Linked DNA regions of Gossypium raimondii: region 1 is linked to region 2. Evidence: chromatin contacts called from public Hi-C data. All regions are on one chromosome and are shown on one strand. The core of a region is the stretch at or near the end of the contact, and the rest is flanking DNA. Distances in the headings are between cores, read along the strand shown.

Evidence for each region. Hi-C and Micro-C count contacts between places; a contact is called where the count stands out from the background.
Region 1: a contact with region 2 is called in a Hi-C map of leaf, with 3 times the contacts expected there. The contact joins the promoter of LOC105773126 here to the promoter of LOC105773504 in region 2. A contact is called at or near these places in 2 of 2 Hi-C or Micro-C datasets (both in leaf).

What each region holds. Positions count from the first base shown.
Region 1 is chr6:33,199,618-33,206,897 of ASM2569854v1, reverse strand. It overlaps LOC105773126 (pyrophosphate-energized membrane proton pump 3), which reads right to left and starts at 3,549. Exons shown (of 16, transcript XM_012594800.2): 1 at 3,306-3,549; 2 at 1,962-1,998; 3 at 1,656-1,883; 4 at 534-737. The coding sequence starts at 1,754.
Region 2 is chr6:32,900,815-32,907,132 of ASM2569854v1, reverse strand. LOC105773504 (protein MANNAN SYNTHESIS-RELATED 2) reads left to right here and starts at 2,462. Exons shown (of 7, transcript XM_052632757.1): 1 at 2,462-2,835; 2 at 3,195-3,485; 3 at 3,651-3,801; 4 at 3,966-4,036; 5 at 4,830-4,915; 6 at 5,077-5,656; 7 at 6,049-6,318. The coding sequence starts at 3,393.

The sequences.
Region 1 (7,280 bases), core at 2,300-4,799, 300 kb before region 2:
GATTGCTAACAAATAGAAAGTTATTAGTTGCATTTTAAGGGTTAACAAGAAAATGAAAAACAATGGGGGAGGAAGCTCCTCTTTTATCAGGATATGTATGTGACAAAGTAGTGAAAAAGCATGGAGTTCCTAGCCTTACGAATTTCTTCTTGTTCCCAATGCCGACAATGAATAAACTAGAAAGCATACTTTTTCCTAGATCTATGCATGCTATTCAATTGCAAAAATCTTTCTGAAAACTTTCTGTACAGATTAGATTAAGAGGCTAGAGTTTAATTGATGTACAAAAAAAAGTGTCCTCTATCATCAATATTTCTTATCAAGCCTTACATGAAACTCTAACGGTCGTTAGATATGACTGATGTACATTAAAGCAGTAAAATTGTAACAAAATTAACAAGCATTGAGAATAAAACATTCAATTAGTAATTAAAAAGTTTCTGGAGAAGCATTTAATACAATTTTTCCAAGAGCATAAAGAAAGCTTGATATTTGACTTTATGAAAGTTGATTTTACCCTAAAAAAAAACTACCTGAGCCATCTCTGGAGGCCCTTCATCCTTGGAAAGGACCCACTTTGTAAGATAAATTGACAAAAGGAAGCTGACAATGCAAACTGAGAAGACAAAAACAATGATTGGAGAAGTACTTGCTCCAATGTAAAAGACATATCCGAAGCCCAAAAAGAGAAGTATAACAAGAACACGAACATTAATTCCCCTGAGAATTCGAAAAATCTGCAGAAAGGAATTAGTCTCTTTTTTTTTTTCTTTTTTGAGAATAGGAATTAATCAATGAACACACAATAAGAGGAAAAAGAGTGTCTCATGAGCCAAGAGGAAAGAGAGAGAGAGATAAAAAATATGCTTAGCTAGGCAAGACAATAGAAATGAAAAAGAAAAGAATTCTCCATAGGATCCACATCACTCCTTATTTCCTTGACTAAAATATTCAGCTGTGGGTCTCTATTAACTTTGCCAGTACAAGTCAAACTACCATTCACATCAATTCAGCAGTCTCTGTGAAGATCATGCTAAGCTTCTTTCCTTTTTTTAATGCTAACCATATTTTTCCATTTTAAGTTCAAGAGAACCACAACTATTATAAACACCATAACACCAAAACCAACAGATGGACACACATAAGCCAAGATAATAGACAAGAATCTTAACTGCAATTGAGAAGGAAAAATGTGGCCAAATGAAAAACAAAAAGTCAGGATGTATTTTGTGGACTTCATAACAAGTACTTGATATACCAATTGATCTAGAAAAGAAATATTAGAATGAGCAGTCTCACCAAGGTAGCCTTCAAACAATTCCTGAAACATATAGAGTTCTAAATCAAGCATCTCCGCTCACTAATTGTGTATATAGCTAAAATACACTTAATCTATAGCAATAATAAATTATTACGATGCAACTACAAATTGACAATGAGAAAAATGATCTGCCCAATAGGAATTAATTCCCCTTTTCCAAAAGTAGTTTATAACCAGGTACTTGTAACAAAAAATGCAGGATCAGAACAAATTCCTAAAACAACAAAAAGGAAAATGAGAACAAAAAGAGACATCAAGGCCAAAATATCCAAATGCGCACTCATCTACAACTAACAAACTGCACACAAAACTGAGACAAACATAATGTCCTTACCAAGGGGGTATATGGTTTACTACGCATGTTCGGAAATGTCCTTGGCCTATCTAGGTAAGGCCCCAAATTACCATTCTCAACGTCATCTCCCATCATCATGGCACTGGCAGAGTTCACCCTCCGGGCAACAGGAAAAGAGTACTCCCCAGTTTGGGGCAAATCACCCCCTGAACTTGGTCGCTGAATTTTGAATGCTTTAATTTGTCCAGTGAAAGACTATAATTTCACCTAAGACATACAAGACAATCAACTTTTTTAATAACAACAGCCTTAATTTAGGTTCAATAGCTTCTATTCTTGCCTTACCTCCAGTTCAGGGATTTTTAGACACGAGTTAATTTTCCTGCATAAAGATCAAAACATTTACTGGTTAAAACTTAAGAAAACAAACAAAAATTACAAACACTTAAGGTTTAGGTCAAATCAAACCAAGCCACAACTTTGGTGATGTAAAAACAATACCTCATCAGTGAATAAGACACTTTTAGGCAGATAATTGGAGAAGGATTCTTAATACACAGCATTTCCAATCATAGAAACCCAATATCTCGAGTCTCTAAGCCTAGAACTGTGATCATGGAAGTACTCTACACTGATCAGAACAAAATCTAGCATCGTAATTATGCTCATATTGCTTAATATTAAGCAGCCAAAGCCCCTAATTATGACTGTATCTGAGTAGATAAAAAACGAGAACCTGGAAAAAGGTGCAAAAGTAATTGCATAGACTAAAAGATCTGGAAAGAACAATCTCACTGGTTTTACTGAAACTGAACATTTAACCAGACTATCTTTAAAAATCTCAGCTTACTGTGTCAAGAAATTGCCTAAAATACAATTCAAGTTTTGCTAAGTGGAAGGATGGGATGGAAAAGAAGGGAGAGGTAAAAATTTTGAATGCAATGGTTAGGCTTAGGCTATGAAGGTGGTAACGAACCTAAGTACTTAACCATTAGATTAGAAAATTGTTCCTCATTTACCCTTAACATCAAGCAAAGGCTCAACCTAAAATATTCAAACATCTTACAAAATTATAACCACCAAATATCATTTTGACCTCCAATTAACCGCTTCACTTCCCCTATTGCACTGCCAAGAGATATTCCATAAAAAGTGCAAGATGTTGCAAAAGGCCATTAGAAGCTAATAAATTAGCCAAAAGATGAAGTAGAATTTATATTTTTCAACCCACACATTTGCAAGAACCAAACATTATTTTGTTCCATTTTGACCTATCATAAGACTAAAAAACAAGACTAATTCAACTCAAAATACAATAATTTCAGTTCAGCATTCATGAATCATGATATTTTTCTCCTTTCTTTTTTTCTGTTTTGTTCCCATTTTTCGGACCTCATGGATTGTAGTTACGATAGCAAAATGGAAATAAATAAAGCGAAAAAGAAAAGTTAATCAGCCACTAAGTTTTCAATTTTCCGAGTAAAGCAGCCACTAAGTTTTCAATTTTCGAAGGTTCCAAACAGTTCTCATTCCCGACATTTCATCAACAAAACGACCAAATGAAGGGACCTCCCTAAGAAACATAACAACTTAGGATCCAAAGCCAAAACCCCAGATTCAAAGTATTGCATAATTTGATCTAAAAAATAATCAATTAGATCTACAAGAAAAGAAAAAGATTACACATACCGTTTTCAGTGGCCGCAGCGAAACCAAGTAACCGCCATTAACGGGGAAAAACGTTAATGCTCTCCCTCCCCCCCCCCCCTCTCTCTCTCTCTCTCCCTCTCTCTGCGGAAACCGAAATTTTGCAGACCTCTTAGTCTTAAGATTATAAACTTTTAACAAGTCGAGAAGGATGAATTATTTTTGTTTGTTTGATTTTTCTTTTCTACCTTTTTTTTGTTTCCTTCGGTTTCATTTTATTCTTTTGGTTTAAGCTTTTCTCTGCTTCTGTTTATAAAATCTCTTTTGCCATGTCAGCGCTGCCAATAGTTTTCTTACATGTAAGCTGTTTCCACGACCAGACAATTAAAGCTTTTATCCATCTATACTATTAGCTTAATTCTCAACACAATTATTAAAAAATTCCTTCTTCTATAAATAAACACTTAGGTACCCAAATTTTTTTTTATTTACGAAAATTACCTACTTTGAAAATCATGTATCTAAACATAGGTGCACTTTCACCTAATAATTGATTACAGCGCATAAAAATATTTTTTTAGATCGCATCAATGGTTTTGACGTTACCAATATCATGTATTCTGAGGGGAGAATACGAAAAAATGATGTCACCAAAAAGCTATATATACTCATGCCGATGAAATATCTGTGTAAGGTGAAGATCAAGATTTTGGGGAGGGAGAAAATTTTTTGATTAGTTGTAAAGGAGAGAAGAGAGAAATGTTTATTATTAAGAAAACATGGAGATCAGGATCAATTTTTTTTTTCGGTTTATTTAGAAAATTTTATAATTTGAAGGTATGTTTTATTTAATAGTGGTCCAGTGGAGCTCAGACACTGACAAATTTAATGGTCCTTTTTGTTAGTACAAATCTCCAGTGAGGAAAATCTCAAACACACGAACGAAACTTGAACAGAAAAAGAAGAAATAGGAGAAGGCTCCAAGGAGTGTATCAAGCCACTATCTTTAAAGTTATATTCGCCCCCACCTATCTTCGGTGTGCAAAAGAGTTTCAAGCAAATTACTATTTGTGTTTTGCACTGACAACAATAGTCCACTAAGCACTGAGCAATGTATAACAAGAAATTCAATTTCTAAAAGGATTTTTGCAGTAATATTTTATAGAATAATCTAATAATATTAAAAATGGAGGAAGGAAAGAAAGAATTTTAGAATTTTTTTGGTGTGATTTTTAAATGAAATCTCATCCTTATTTATAGGAATTTTCATGTCTCTTTGTAAAGACATTTTTCAATAGGTGTCTTTCGAATAAATAAATAATAATAATTAGTCATCTAATTTTATAACTATTCAAGTAATATTATTTGAATAGTTATAATTCTTTTTCAAAAATCAAATGATATAACTTTTGACCAATAACTAAAAGATTTATGTTTTGATTAATTACACTCATTCATTTATAGTTATTGGAAGAGTATAAATATTTGAAAATATTCCAACACTTTTTGGGAGTGTAGATTTGATTCCTTAATTTCATATGCAGTGACGGTTTCAAATAACAATAGGGGTCTCGGTTGCTAGTGATTTATGCGGTAACGGGTTCAAATTGGTTATGTAGGTCTCTCCGTTGGATGTGGTAGGGTGATAACAGGTTCAAATTGGTTATGCAGCCAACGAGTGGTATTATCTGGGATTTTCTGGGTCAGGGGGATGTTTAAAGGTTCTAATAGAATCCCAGTTGAATACTACGGGTGAGATTATCTCAAATATTAGTACTAAGAAACTTACTCGTGTTGCCATTAAACATGGTCCTTTTCAATTTGTAAGACACAATGGTATCGATCTGGAACAAAATCAAATTCATCATTTATTTTTGTTTTATTAGTATTTAAAAACTTGCTCGTGCTGCCGTTAAACATGGTCTTTTTCAATTTGTAAGACACGATGTTGTCAGTCTTGAACAAAATGTAATTCATCATTTATGTTCTGTTGTAATTTTTATGTTTCAATTTCCAATCTTTTTTTTTTAAATGTAGGAAAATGTAAATTACGTACTAAAGTAAGTTATTTGAAATTATTTTGTAATGTTGCTTGTAACAACCCGATTTCGACCCTAATCGGACATAGTGGTTTTGGGACCACAAATTTGAGTCGGAAAAATATTTTAATATTATTTTGTGTTTTATCATGTGTGAATTTGACTGTGTGAAATTTTTGTGTTCTAATTTTATCGTTTGAGTGACCGATTAAAGAAAAAGGGTTTAATTGTGTAAAATGAAAAATTGGCTAGTTAATGTGTAAAGTGTTAAATTGCTAATGTCTTTTTAATATGGAGTCCTTAATAGGTAATAAGCCCACTATTAAGTGAGTGGGTGATAATGGTCAAGAATGACCTTGTATTATAAAGTATAAATATTTAGAAATAAAGGTTAATAAGGTAAATTAATAATATGTTAATATATGTTAACTAATATCAAATTATAATTCATTAGTCATCATCTTCCTAAGGCCGAAACTAAAGAAAAGTAAAAAAAAGAAAAACTCAAGCAAGGTTCGGCCATTGTAAAAGCTTGATTCAAGGTTAGTTTTGTTTCGGTTTTTGATAATTTTTACGTTTTTGAGATCGTTGCTTCGAATACTTCAAAACCCATGTCTTAATTTTGTGAATTGTTGATGATTTTGAAATGTACCATTGATGAATGTTTGAGCTTTATGATGTTAGTTGATGAAATATTAAAGATATGTGAAAGATTAACATGTTTTGTCTTTGAATTTTTGGTGAATTTGAGTAATTAAGGCTAAAGTGTGAAAATAAATTTTTAAGGGACTAAAATGTGAAATAAATGAAATATATGGATTTGTATGGACTAGGGTGATATTCGGCCTAAGCATAGCATGTGTAAATTTTGTGTATTTTGTGTTTTATGCAATAATGACTAAATTGCAAAAAGTGTAAAATGTCAGGGGCAAAATGGTAATTTGTCTATTTATGTGTTTTTGGATTAAATTGAATGCTTTGATGAATAAAAGGGTTAAATTTGAATTTTTTTAGATCAAAAACTGAAAAAAACTGAATTGGATCGGGGGAAGTCGAAAGTAATTGAGTAGTCGACTATGTTCGTCGAAATTCGAGGTAAGTCGATAAGCATTTAAATTTTGTTAAATTCATTGGTATATAGTAGATAGGTGATAAATGGAATTATTGAATGTATTAGAAGTCTTGGCTGATTGTATTTGTTGAAATATGTAAGTTATTTGAGTTCGATTCAATTGATAATTAACGTCTGTAAGCCCGTACGAACCCTAGAAACGCATGGGATTTTCTGATAAGTGTTTTCATGTAAGACCACGTCTGGGATGTTGGCACCGACTTGTGTTTTCATGTAAGACCACATCTGGGACGTTGGCATCGACTTGTGTTTTCGTGTAAGACCACGTTTGGGACGTTGGCATCAACTTGTGTTTTCGTGTAAGACCCTGTCTGGGACAGCGGCATCGATCCGTGATTACATGTAAGACCACGTCTGGGATGTTGGCATTGTACGAATCTTACAACTATTCTCGTATCCTATTTAATTTCGATCGGTTCAACGGGCAATGTTAAACGAAGACGGTTATATAATTGAAATATATGTGCAGGTATGTATTAGTTAAATAAATATATGGAAATAAGGTAAGTTATTCATTTGGAACTATATATAGTATGTGTGTACAAGTTTTGAATTATTATGGTTGTATATATATGTATAATTCGGATTTTGGTTGATAACTATACTGTTAAAGGTAAAAGTTTTATATACATTTATACAAGGACATAATCGGTTATTAAATTATATATATGTGGTTAAAGTGTGATATGTAATATATAATATTTTTGTATACTAAACTATGTGCCTTTAATTCTTACTAGTTAAATATTATTTATGCTTACAACTTACTAAGCTTTAAATAGCTTACTGTATGTGTTTGTGTTTGTTTATCTTTGATTTATAGATTTTGAAGTCGTTACGAGCTCG
Region 2 (6,318 bases), core at 1,213-3,712:
TTAAATAATTTCATGAAATAAGTACATAATTGCTGGAAAATAACAACATTAATAATTATTATTAAAATATTAAATTTATTTACCGAAAACTTACCTCAGTACAAAATACGATCAAATCTAGCAACTTAGTCCTCAACCTTTTTCTTTCCCCACTCCAACTTTGGATTTCGTTCTTCTTGATCTATAATAGCAAATTTAGCTTATTTAATACTCACATTCATCAAAACAGTCCTTGACTCAAACTTTGGAAAAATTATGATTTTGCCCATAAATTTTTGCGTATTTACACTTTTTCCCCAAAGCTCGGAAATTAAACTCCATCCCTTATTCCTATGTTTTATGACATGTTGAACATCTTTCCCTTCTATGACAACGTCAAATTCCCACTCTAACATTTACTTATGAACATTAGGTATTTTTACCGATTATGTCGTTTTACTCGTTTTCACTTAAAATCGCCTAGAAAAAGTTGTTTAACATAATTTCAAGCTTCATATTCTACCATAAAACATCAAAATAAACACATTTCACCTACGGGTATTTTTCCAAATATGAACCCTAACATGAATTAATGGTAGAATAAGCTAAATCGAGCCACGATGACTCAAAAAAAGTTTAAAAAAACATTAAAAACGGGGCTTGGATGGCACTTACTATGAGCTTGAGAAAGTGGAGAAACCCTAGCTATGGTGTCCCTTGAAGTTTCAACCGTATGGAAGAAGATGAGTACATTTTGCCATCTTTTTCCCTTTTAATTCTTTTTATTACCAAATGACTAAAATGCCCTTAATTAAAACTTTAGTTATTTTTATCTATGCATGCCCATTTTTGTCCATGAAAATCTAATGGTCTAATTCCATTTAAGGACCTCTACTTCAATTATGGACTTTCAATTAAATCCTTTATCATCTAAAGCTCATATTTACCCACTTTTGCAATTAAACCCTAATATGCAATTCAGACATGCAATCGGTGAAATTTCTTATCGGTATTCTAACACATGCATCCAATCAATCTGTAAATCATAAAAATTAATCACAATAAACTATTCTATCTCGGATTCGTGGTTTTGCAACCACTGTTCCATTTAGGCCCAATTTCGGGATGTTACAGTAAGCCCATCACATCTATTGGCCGAAATTGGGCCTTAAGACTTGCATAAATATGGTTCAAGTATTGGTTCGATTGATTTTTTAGTTCGATTCAACCGATCCATATCGATTTTTGGGTCAATCAATTTTTTGCCTTTCTTGGGATCGGTTCCCCATCCAACTGGTTAGACCAGTTGGTTTGGTTTAAACAATATTGATAAAAAGGTAGTCTAAAATAAAAATAAAATGCTAATATGCTAAAAAAGCCCTTAAACTATTATACATTGTTTAAGCAAGTCCTTATGCTATTTTTGTAGTTAAATAACCTCATAACCTATAATATTTGACCATGAAAGCTCTTGATTTTAATATTAAAGTACAAATATTTTGAATCTTTAAACTATTTTACATTTTATGGTGATCTGAATTTGATTAGAAGAGTTTATTAAATAAAATAATAATTTTAAAGGAAACAAAATATTTTAAAATATCTTGAAAGTGTTTATATACATAACACGTTGAATTATTTTTGAAAAATTTTATTACTTGTTTTAAATTTCATGTTGATGTGAAAAGTATATAGAATTTCTATTGCATCAACAAGAAATTAAGAAAAGAGCCTAAAATTTAAAATATTTTACTTTAATATTAAAATCAAGGGCTTTTATGTGTAAAAATAATAATATAGAGATTTATTTAATCGCAAAAATTTTTGGTTAAATTTTACAATTAGTCCATATAATTTGCGAAAGTTGTGGAATTAGTCATTGTACTTTTATTTGATCAATTTTAGTTCTTATACTTTTGAATTGGTTAGTTTTAGTCTCTATACTTTTTGAATTTAAAATCTTAGTCCTTACCCAAATAGTAACAATTAAATCATTAGTTTAAATTTAGAAACTAGTTTTGTATTATGCATACAATTGTATATTTATCCATATTTTCTAATTTAATCATTCAAAGACCCTATACTTTTCGAATATTAAAATTTTAATCTTGACACAAATGACAACCGCTAATCCATTAACATAATTATTAGTAAGTAATATGTGGAAATAACAAACTCACACAACAATAAACATATGATAATATATTTGTAGCATCAAATTTCGAAATAACAAAACCTAACTTAATAAGTTTAACAATTATCGATAACTGAAATTTTAAAATTTGAAAAATGCAGAGACTAAAATTGATTAAATAAAAATATAGAAACTATCTATAAGTTTCACAAACTACAATGCCTAATAGCAGAATTTAACCAAAATAGTTTATAGGCCTGTTTAAATAAAAGCGGAGTAGATTATGGGGCTTTTTAGTAGTATATTACGTAATAAGAAATCAAAGCAAAGGGGTAGGGTACACATGGCGTAGGAAAACAGGCATCGTTTTCACTTTCAGTGCAAAGTGTCGGTGGTGTAAGGGCCCGCAAAACGATACTACTACTGCACCTATTATCATTTCTTCATTTCATTTTCTCTCGTTGATCTAAACTCGCTGTTTCATCTTCTTGTTAATCATACCTCTTCTTTAGGTTTAAACTTATTCTTGGACGACCCTGGTTTTTATTTTTTGAGTTTTGAATTTCCTTTTTTTGGGGGGCTTCGCTTTTATTACAGAATTTTGAAAGAGAAAAGAAGAAATGGGGATTGATTTGAGGCAAGTAGTGGCCGGTATTCTCACTCTCACCATGTTTGTGATGCTTGGTCAAATGATCAAAAGAGACCATTTTGATTCTCTTCAAGTAATTCCCCCTTCCTTTTCTTTCTTCTTTGATCTAACTCTCAAGTTTTTCATAGGATTTTTATACTAAATCCAGTCCCCAATTTCACTTCACTTTTCTTACCTTTGTGTTTTATTTGGTGAATCTCTGATTATGTGATACTAAATCTCGAGCAAGTTGCTTCACTTTCCACATTATCTGTAATAATCACATCTTAGTTCGTTAAGATTCACTTGACATCATATCTGCTGCATCTTCAAGAAAATAACAATATACTCTGACCATGATCTTCGAAAATGGTGTAGTTGTTTGGTTCTTTGTGTATAAGATTATTTGAGAGCCTTTTTTTTTTTCTCAAAACTAATTGTTAATTCATGAAGTAGAAGAAGAAGAAGAAGAAGAAGAAGAAGAAGAAGAAAATATGGGCTAACTTGAAACTTCCTTTTAGTTTTTAAACAATTAAAGCTATTTTATTTTCCAGGGGAAGTATCTGGAAAACTAGACTGAACAAGGTATAGAAAACAACCCATTTAAAGTTAAATTTGGTTTAGAAGAGTTATTTCAGGATTCAAGCATAGATGAGTGAAGGATTCTGCTTCTTTCAGATTTATAATTTCAGTCCTAGGCCTTATTTCAACGTCTCAAGCCTTTATGACCAACTAGAAGAAATTGTAGGTGTTTTATTTTTGTTATTGTAAATTCTATTGATGCCAGTCTTATTTACTTATAGTGATTAAATAAATGTTTGCAAGTTTTTGCTTGATTTCTTTTCAATTCCGTGTAAAGCTTTGGTGTATTTACTCTAAATTTGATTATTTTCTCTCCTTGTTACGTAGGATAAACTTCCTGGAGAAGCTCAGGATGTTCAAGTTGGTAATGCCAATGTTATTGAGAAGGATGGCCTTGTAAAGCTTTCGAAGGGGAGCAAAGGGCCTTGGATGAAGGACAGTCAAGAGCTAAAACCATGTTGGAGCAGGACCACTTTTGGTTTGTTAACTTCACTTAACTCCCTGAAAAATGATCATTTGGTTTAGAAATTTGTCTATACATGTATCATTATCCTGATGTATACATTCGTCACTGTGTATTGACGGTAAAAAATGTAATTAAATGTTTCTCTTTAATTGATGGAGCTTTTACTTGGCTTACAGATGGGATAGAGCAGTCAAGAGGGTATGTTACTTTCTCATTGACTAATGGTCCAGAATACCATGTCTCTCAGGTATACATGGTATCTGTTTTAGTTATAAAGTTATCAAAATAAGATAGCTTTGCTGTTGCCTTTTCTTTATCTTTGTTCTCTCACAAAGAAGGAAGAACCTAAGTTTAATGTGTTTGAAAGTCCCTAATCCATTTCGTTGTCTGAAATTTCACCTTTTACTATTTACCTGGAAATAATGGATAGATCAAACTGTTGTCTTGGTAAACTTAATACTTTTAAAAGGAGTAAATGAATGTTATTATTGGTACTATTTCCAATTTCCCATTACTTCTTGAGATGTTCTCTATGATAAACGAGCTTGTTATCTACTGTGTGTAAGAAAGAACTTTAGCCAAGTTGTCTTCCCAATATGAAATCAGGAATTTAGGAAGCTAGAGGATAGCGCCTCAAGGAGGTGTTTTTTGAATCTTCATTTTTCTTGAATTACCCATGTCCGACACATTTTCGGACACAGATATAGGCATATATATGATCCTTCAAAGATCCTCTAAATGCATGCAAAATACTTAGAAAAAATTGAACACACATTTCGGGCACATGTATGCTAGATTCACGCGTAAGTCCAAGTAGCATAATTTGTATTGATATATGCTCTGCTTATTTTTCTGAAAATTCTTGTTTTGCTGTGTACCTTGATTAGATATGGAATCTTGAATATTAGGTAGATTTTTCTACAAAGAATTTAATGGCACAATGTGCTAGCAGTTTATGAACGGTAATCTATTGAAAACCTTTGCTTGTTTTCCATCTAATCTATTATTCATTCCATGGTGATTGGCGAGTGCCTCTTCAGATGGCTGATGCAGTAATAGTAGCAAGGTACCTAGCGGCAGCACTTGTACTTCCGGATATTAGAGGAAGCAGACCTGGTGACGAAAGGTTAGTGCTCTATTAATTTTGAAGATACTGTATTCTCTCCTCTCCTTCCCCATAGTAAATCTTTTATCTTGTTATTTCAATGAAGAATAATGAGTAGTCCAAGTTTGAGTTAATCTAAGCACAAAATCTTAAATGGTTCTATGATGATTGAAAATCTTCAGAAACTTTAAAGATATTTATGATGTTGAGAAGTTCATGAAAAGCCTCGATGGGGTTGTCAAAGTAGTGAAGCAACTACCCAATGAAATATCAATTCGGGATCTTGCTGCTGTGAAGGTTCCCAATAGGGTCACCGAAGATCACATTGTGGAAAATGTACAACCAATTTTTAAATCAAAGGGAAACATAAGGCTTGCTACCTACTTCCCTACTGTAAATATGAGAAAAACTACACAAAAGAGTAGTGTTGATTCAGTCTCATGTTTGGGAATGTTTGGAACTTTAGAGTTGCAACCAGAAGTCAGTGAAGTTGTTGATTCAATGATTGAACGGCTTAGAACTTTGAGTCGCAAATCAGATGGCCTGTTTATAGCAGTGGACTTGAGGGTTGATGTATTGGAGAATAAGAATTGTCATGGTAGTGGTACTAATGTAGCAAAAAGTTGTTATAATGCACAGGAGATTGCTTTGTTTTTGAGGAAGGTCGGATTTAATACCGATACCACTATATACCTGACTCAATCAAAGTGGGATAACAGCCTTAGTGTCCTCAAGGATATCTTTCCTAAAACATACACAAAGGTGAGTAAATTCTTCTTTCCTAATAATGATTTTCTGGATTTAAATTTTTGTGTTTCTTGAACCATTATGTGCAATGCTTGATTTTGACAATCAACCGGCACGGGGTTATTCAGTGGTTGACTATGGACCAAGACATAGATCTGTCTTAGGTGCAATATCCCCGAAAAGCAGTTATAAACTCAAGTAATACTGGTGGCGGGTCTTGCTTGAAAGGGATTCCCTGTCACCTAAAATTTGACCATCCAACTTGAACTCCAAAGTTTATGCATGATAAATTAGTCTGCAAATTTGGTACAAATTTTAATGCTTGCTAATAACCAACGCTTACTAGCTGCTCAGTGTTGAAACTTGCTATGCCTATAAATCTGAACTTGTGCTCGGAACTATTGTAGGAAAACATTATGCCAGAGGAGAAGAAGGGGAAGTTTCTTGAATTTGAAGGTTCAGAACTGGAGAAGGTTATAGATTTCTACATATGTTCCAAGAGTGATGTTTTTGTCCCAGCCTTATCTGGTCTGTTTTATGCCAATGTAGCTGGAAAAAGAATAGCTTTAGGGAAGCCTCAAATCCTCGTTCCAGCCGATATACCGGGTACATCTGCAACAGTCACGAACTACCTCTCTCCTTATGTTGCCAAGAAGAACCATTTGGCTTATTCATGC